Linked DNA regions of Mus musculus: region 1 is linked to region 2. The links are chromatin contacts, called in public promoter capture Hi-C maps. All regions are on one chromosome and are shown on one strand. The core of a region is the stretch at or near the end of the contact, and the rest is flanking DNA. Distances in the headings are between cores, read along the strand shown.

What was found. Promoter capture Hi-C pulls out the DNA fragments that hold promoters and counts their contacts.
Region 1: a contact with region 2 is called in a promoter capture Hi-C map of embryonic stem cells, with 2.2 times the contacts expected there. The contact joins the promoter of Sh2d7 here to the promoter of Sln in region 2. A contact is called at or near these places in 3 of 39 promoter capture datasets (the 3T3-L1 cell line, embryonic stem cells and hippocampal neurons).

What each region holds. Positions count from the first base shown.
Region 1 is chr9:54,531,994-54,535,612 of GRCm38.p6, forward strand. Sh2d7 (SH2 domain containing 7) reads left to right here and starts at 2,130. Exons shown (of 6, transcript NM_173778.4): 1 at 2,130-2,328; 2 at 3,616-3,619. The coding sequence starts at 2,153.
Region 2 is chr9:53,848,638-53,852,265 of GRCm38.p6, forward strand. It overlaps Sln (sarcolipin), which reads left to right and starts at 1,614. Exons shown (of 2, transcript NM_025540.2): 1 at 1,614-1,689.

The sequences.
Region 1 (3,619 bases), core at 880-3,379, 680 kb after region 2:
GGTTAGAAGAAGAATGTCATTGGGGAGTATTGTCCATGGAAGGGATTGACTAATTCAGTTTTATGGGACCCTAGAGAGTTATAAATAGAGTGAGTTATTCTAAAAGAGCTAGCCTGGTCCCAAGTGATGGCTCCTTCTCAGTCATGTCCCCATGATGGCACCCACCACCCTGTGATATAGCTAAGGAGGCCTCTGACAGAGCCCGGAAGGGTAGAGCTACCCAATCTTGGCCTTCTAGCATTTACAACTATGAATTAAATAAATCTTTTTTTCTTTACAAAGTAGCCAGTCTCTGGTATTCCACTGCAGCAATAGAAAATGAACTAATATATGGGTCATATTATCATCCTCATTTCAATGATGAAGACACTGAAGTTAATAAGTTATAATATTTGGTTAAGGGTCAACACAGTTATCAAGCCAGAATCCGAACCATGGAAATGTGGCTGTGACATCTTCCCCTTCTTTTTCCGTAAATGGTTTTAATTGAAGTGGGACATGTAATTAGCAAAGAGCATAAGCTATGCTCCCATGAATTTTCATAGTGAGCACACCCCCCAGATGAGAAAGTGGAAACACACCAGCCCTTGACAGCTCCTCATCTGTTCCTAGAAGTCCATAAACACTGCCCCCCTGCACCACCACAGCCTCTGCTGTCTTAATTTTTAGCATCCTTGATTAGTTCTGCCCTGCTTTGAATGTATGTAAATGATCTTTCATCCTTTACCGCTTTGCTCCTACTCATTATAACGGCCCCGGAGCCAAACAATAGCCTCTAATTCCCAGTGTATGAGGAAACCGAGCTATCTCCAATGGCTCAACAACCTTCTGATACCCTAGGCCAAAATGTGATAGAATTGGGATTCTAACCCATGTCTGGGGGGGGGGGGGGCGGTGCTAATGCTTCTGCCACCTCAGCTTCAGTTTCTGCTGTAGAATGCTGACACCAGGATTGGGAATATTTGTGTGAATAAAGTGTTCTACCGCCTGCCCTAAATGGATGCCAAAATCCTGTCATTGAATTACTTTCCCCATAGTTGGCAACAGTCTTTCCTCACCAGGTACTTGGCTTCCTCCTTCAAAGATCCATGGTCACTCTTGGGCAAGACTGACTACTACCCATGACATGCAGCCAACACACTCTGTCTCCATCTCCCTGCTCCCCGCAGGCTGGGCTCATCTGGTGTGGTGTTACACAAGCAATCACACACATTTATTGTTTATCTACTGCCATTAGTAGTAAGTGCTTCTCTGGGAGTGTGGAGATGACTTGTCAGGTAAAGTGCTTGCTTCACAAGCATGAAGACCTGAATTTGTAGCCTCAGCACCCACATAAAAGCTGGACACACTGAGAGGCGGAGACAGGAATCCCAGGAACTTGCTGGCCAGACAGCCTACCTGAAACAGCAGTTCCAGGTTCAATGAGAGACTCTATCTCAAAAAGTAAGGTGGACACCAATAGAGGAAGACACCCGATATCAACCTCTAATTTCCAGACTTATGCATGGGTAAATACCTGTGTGTGTGTGTGTGTGTGTGTGCGCACGTGAGTGAGCGCTTTCTCTCTTTCTCTCTCATTCTCTCTCTCTCTCTCTCTCTCTCTCTCTCTCTCACACACACACACACACACACACACACACACACACACACACCACACAGAGAGTTGTCTTGTTCCCAGATTTATATGGTACACAGCAGGTACCTGATACAATCTGAAGTAAAAGGTAAAATTAATCAGCATGGAATTTCCCCACCAAAACACAAAAGCCCCAGTGAAGGAAGGATACAGTGAATTTAAATCCAGAGCTCTGTTCACAGGGGCAGTGCTGTGACTGCATCTTATGTCTGCTTTTCCACTGAGGCAAAGACTGGAGGTTGGGAAAAAAGAGGTCACAGGCATCAGCTTTTCTGCTGGCCCAGAGATCATGGAAATCCTGCCTGATCCTTACCAGGCTGCTACGATAGCCTCCTGCTAGTGACTCTAGCAGCCAAAATGCCTGGTCCCAAAGCTTCACACAGGAGAGCCATCTAATAGGACTCCTGTGTGCCACGGGCATTGAGAAGGGTGTGAGCACAGGCAAATGAGCTGCATCACGCATAGATATAAAGGACTGCAGCCATCAGGATTCACATATCATCAGTGCTCACCAGGATGGAGGGCGGCCCAGAGCAGCTCCATCTGGGCAAGGCACTGGAGGAGGCAGGGGGTGGGCGGGCCTTGGCTGAAATCCAAGAGCTGGCTCTGAAGTGGTTCATGGAGACACAGGCCCCCTCTATCCTACAGAATGGAGTTCTGCCCCCCTGGTTTCATGGATTCATCACTCGCAAGTAAGGCTGCCCCTGACCACAAGACCAGCATGATCTGCAGCTCCTCAGGGCTGGGAATATGGCCCAAGGACTCCAGAACCTTGGGCTCCTGACCTTTCCCTCACTAAGCAGGACCCTGGGGTAGAAGGGACAGATTGTAGAAGCTTTTGAAGGCACATATGGAGGGCATTTGCCTAGCGGGATCTTGGGTAGTTGCAGCTGTGGGAAGAACCACAGTGGACTGAGTAGGAGCTAGGCATGTTTAGATGAGTTCTGAGTATCTTGGTGAAAGTTAGAAGACCATGCCATGTGCCAGCACTGGAATGTTATTGTAATTGAGGTAGAAAACTGTCCAGGAAACCTAGACACATGATTATCCTGGCATAGAGGCAAGGATGTGAGACTTGGCATTGTGGTTGAGAGAGATCTTCAAGCTTCCCAAGTACTAGATGGAAAAAGGAATGAGAAACAAAGCCCACCAACCAGGTCCTGACCCAGTGTCTAACACAGCACCGGGGACAGCTTTGCGGACCACACGAGGCTGTGTTCAGGGGACCTGCAGCTGTCTTAATGCTCTGTGTTATGTCTTGATGCCCTTTGTTTGGAAATAAGGGGTCCCATATATTCATTTGGCACAGATCCCTGAAAATTATGAAGGTAGTTCTAGTGATGTAGTGATGTATTTGGTGAGTAAGTGGGTAAGGAATTATATGATCTGTGTTCTTCCAAGCCAAAGGAAAAAAATACTAGAATTTTCCATTGTACCTCAAAAACACTTGGTATCATGTAGAAGGACCCGAAGGGATGGTAGTGATTTTTTTTAAGCTCCTCTTGTAACCAAGCTTGAGACACAACAGCAGCTCTTTGCTACAGACACTCTTATGTAGTGTGCCTCTTGCACAACTACACACTTAGTCCCAAGACAGGGATCCCTACTGATGTGAAAGTTCCTGGTATAGTTCTTTCTATACAGTTATCTGAATAGAGAGCTGGAAGCTGCAGGTTGTGTCTATTGCTCCTGCTGACAAGGCTACATTGCAGGGTGGAAGGTGCCTGTCGCCTGGGGACTCACATTCAACGACAGACTGTCTTTAGTTTGCTCACTTGAGCCAGAACCAACCACAGACTGCACCTTGAAGGCCTCAGAGTCAGTCAAAGAGCTCAGAAGGTTCTCTATCAAGGGCTGAAAATCTGTCTCAATTTAGAACTCTAGGCCACTGTCTGAAAGGATCCTGAAGCAGATCCAATTCAGGCTGCTTGGTTACTGTGAGGGTACAGGTCCCAGTTAATGGTGTGTCCTCTGTCCAGGCAA
Region 2 (3,628 bases), core at 364-2,863:
AAGGACAGCTGTGGCTTGGTGACTAGGAAAACATTCCCAAGCATTTGAAGCAAGCTGGCAAAAGCTTGGAGGGAGGCAGAAGACAGAAATCTGACTACGGTTACAGGGTTTGCCAGATGGCAACAGATAACAGCCAACGTTCGATTGTGCTATAATTAATATTCTCTATCTGTCACTTCAGCAAGCTATCGTTTTACAAGACAAGTGGTGACAGAATGTTGTAATTAGACCACCCTTCGAAGGGCTCATGTTGAAATAAAGAGATGGAATGGAAAATCCTCCTTTTGTTGGCGCCTCTGGGGCGGTAGGGATGGCGAGAAAGGCTTGACCGTGGATACAAGCATGCAGAGAGTTGTGTTTGCCCCTGCCTCTGGGCATGACCTATTTTTATGGACCCTAAGTGGGGACTGTCAGGGGAGATTTAATCTACTGTTCTTAAAGACAAGATTTACTGAGCAGTACAGTTACTGGGGTCATATTTAGATTCCTTGGTTGATGGCTTTCAAATCCACTTAAACATGGTAGAGACTTCACTTACTTCCTCAAATCTGATTTGTTACAAACTCGTCCTTGTCTGATTTGAGCCAGTGTTTGTTGTTGAAAATGGTGCCATTTCATTCCTTTAAGATATATTCTACGGGCTGGTGAGATGACTCAGTTGTTAAGAGCACTAGGTGTTCCATCATTGGTCTAGGGTTCGAATCCTAGTACCCACACAGTGGCTTACAATTGTCTGGGACTGGACAATGCACGCCTCCAACCTCCCAGGCTTCTGTACACACATGTGATGCACACAGTTATACACTTTCATGCAGGCAAAATATTCATATTCATAAAATACAACACAAAGGAAATAAAAATGATATATCCTAGATATTTCTATCTAGTCTAGAACTCACATTCCTACTCGTTTCGACCAGGTTAACTTCTAAGCCCCATTTAGCCAAATGACTGGGTTTTTGCAGTCTGTTTTACTGCTATGCTAGTTTAACTGACAAGGATACAAGCTCTGGCTCCCATGGCTGTTTCAGGAGAAATCAGCTGAACGCGTGAACTTGCTGGGCATTGCTTTGATGTGAAGCAGGAGATGGGGTTGGGAAGGGGATAACTTCTATGGCTAGGACAAAAGTCAGTTTTGAGGGAGACTTAAGGGGTTCTGGAGCTCGGTGTGGGAATGTGGGAACAAGGCAGAGAATTCTCCACATTGCAAACAGCTAGTGATAGGGGTGATGACGTGAAATCACATTTTCATAGCTTCACATGTCGAGTAGTGAAGATAGCTATTTGTTAAAACTGGTCTATTACTCTTGCTTTATGATGTTCTGAACATATGATTGAGACATTTATAAAGAGGTAAAAGATGGATTTAAAATCCCACACCACTACATCAAAAGTAGGCCGGAAACAAGAGCTTTCATATCCCTGTGTTGTTCATTTAAATTGGCAGCCAAAGGAGCAGAGCCCTTGCTACCATATTTCTATGCCCCCCCCCCCCAGTACAAATTGGCTGGAAACCTTTGGAGCTTGTCCCTTTGAGATGTCTCACCAGTGACATCACAGTGATTGTCACTTCCCTCAGACTACATTAGGCCCTGCCCAGAGTCCAGGAGCTCAGACAGCCGGGGAGACAGCTGGAGGTGGAGAGACTGAGGTCCTTGGTAGCCTGAGTGTGCCCCTGCTCCTCTTCAGGTAACAGCAAGACTTCGTACTTAGCAATCTATTCCTGTCTCTGTCTCTCTCTGTGTGCAGTTTTCAAATTAAAATGTTAACTAATGCTTATATTTCTCAGTGGAACAGGTAATCACAATATAGGGCATTTCCTAAGCTGCAAACTGAATATTGATTCCTGTTTTTCTTTGATATGTATTTTCTATTTTTCTAGTTTTATATAATTTTTCCACATCTGAGAAGAAAACCAATGTCAAATTTCTTGCACAGTTTGTTGCTGGTTTGTAAGGCTTTGGTTCATGCACAGGACAACCATTTTGGCTCATAGAGAAGGCAAAAGAGGAAGCCACAGCTCGTGTGTGGGCTCATAGCAGAGACATAGAACATGGGTGATTGAATAGCCACTTAACTCTGCTCATTCTTCCCAAAGGGTGTGGATGTGTGTGAAAGTAAGATCCCAGACTGAATTGCCATATACCTTGACAGAACTGCACCCACAGGGAACTCATCAAATTGGAGCTCTATTCATTTAAAAATATACAAAACAACAAATAATTAAGGTTTTCATCAAAAGTACAAGAAAGAGCAAAGGTTAAGCCAGAGGAAAGAGACGTTTGGTGCTCAGCCTGTAGCCAGAGAGGCTGGAAAAATGGAAGAGTGCAAAAGATGCAGGCAGCTGAAACATGAATTTTAAGAAACACCAGATAACTATCATTTACCAAGAAACAGATCGTTGGCGGTACCCCAGAAGTCCATTCCAAATCATTTCCCTCCTGCCTTCTGCCCCCAAGTGTGGAGCTTGACTGTCCTTCCTTGTTTTGAACATTTACCACCCTTAGTTGTGTTCCTGGTGCTTGCCTCTGTGTAAATGGAGTCACATTCTCAGCTCCTCCTGCAAATCCTCCTTTCATCCCACAGGTATGGTGTGAGATCCTTTCATCTTGCTCTGTAGCTAGAGGTCATATATTTTCTTCACTCCACGGCATTCAAATGAATGTGAATGCCACAATTGCACCCATTCTACTGTTGGTGGCCAGAGCTTTCCAATATGTGGTCTTGAGGGTCCATATTCAGGATGCCTTTGCTGTAAGCATTTCATTTAACAAGCCTTCCTCCTCTCTCTGAACACTCATGAACATTCTGTTCTCTTCTGCTACCCACTAATTTTCTTCTGCTTATTCTCTCTCTCAGACAGCTGGTTTTTTGTAAAGGTTTTCACTGGCAATTGACAATGTACATCATGCTAAGGGCTGAAAGAGAGATAATTAAAAGGGAAGGGGTTAGCAAGATTGCACTTGCTGCCAAGCTTGATAACCCGAGTTCTATCTCTGGGTGCCTTGGGAGGAAAGAGAGAACTAACTCCTGAAACTTGTTCTCTGATCCCTGAATGTGCACTGTGACACACGTGTGTCTCCTGCACCAGCTGCATACATAAATGAATGTAATAAAAATTAAGAATAAAAAGGGAAGGAACCATAATTCCATCATCATTGGCTATATTTTAAAATGAGATTCTATAATGTGTTCATTAGCACAATCTGGTAAGAACCTGTATATTATACTAACAATTACACAATAAAAGCTGATTATTCCACTGGTATCTATGCAATTAATAATTTGGTCCATTGATGACCAAACAAATACAACAGGTACAGTTAATTCAGTCAGGCCAAAAGTTGCTACAAAGTTTTGATCCTTTGAACTTTGACCTTTTGCAAACCAGTATTCTTTCCAACAAAATTTTCTTCCATGCTACAATCTTGTTCTACAATAATAGTATCCACTTAAATCATTTAAAACATAGAAGATTTAAATTTTAATTTGATTGTATAAACCAAGCGTCAACTTTACCAAAATTAGTAACCTGATTGACAGCATTGCCTGCACTCTTGGAGGATACTTTCCTGCATGTACAATCCGTATGCACAGTGAAGATGCCCTCTCTGCTGTCTGAAATGTT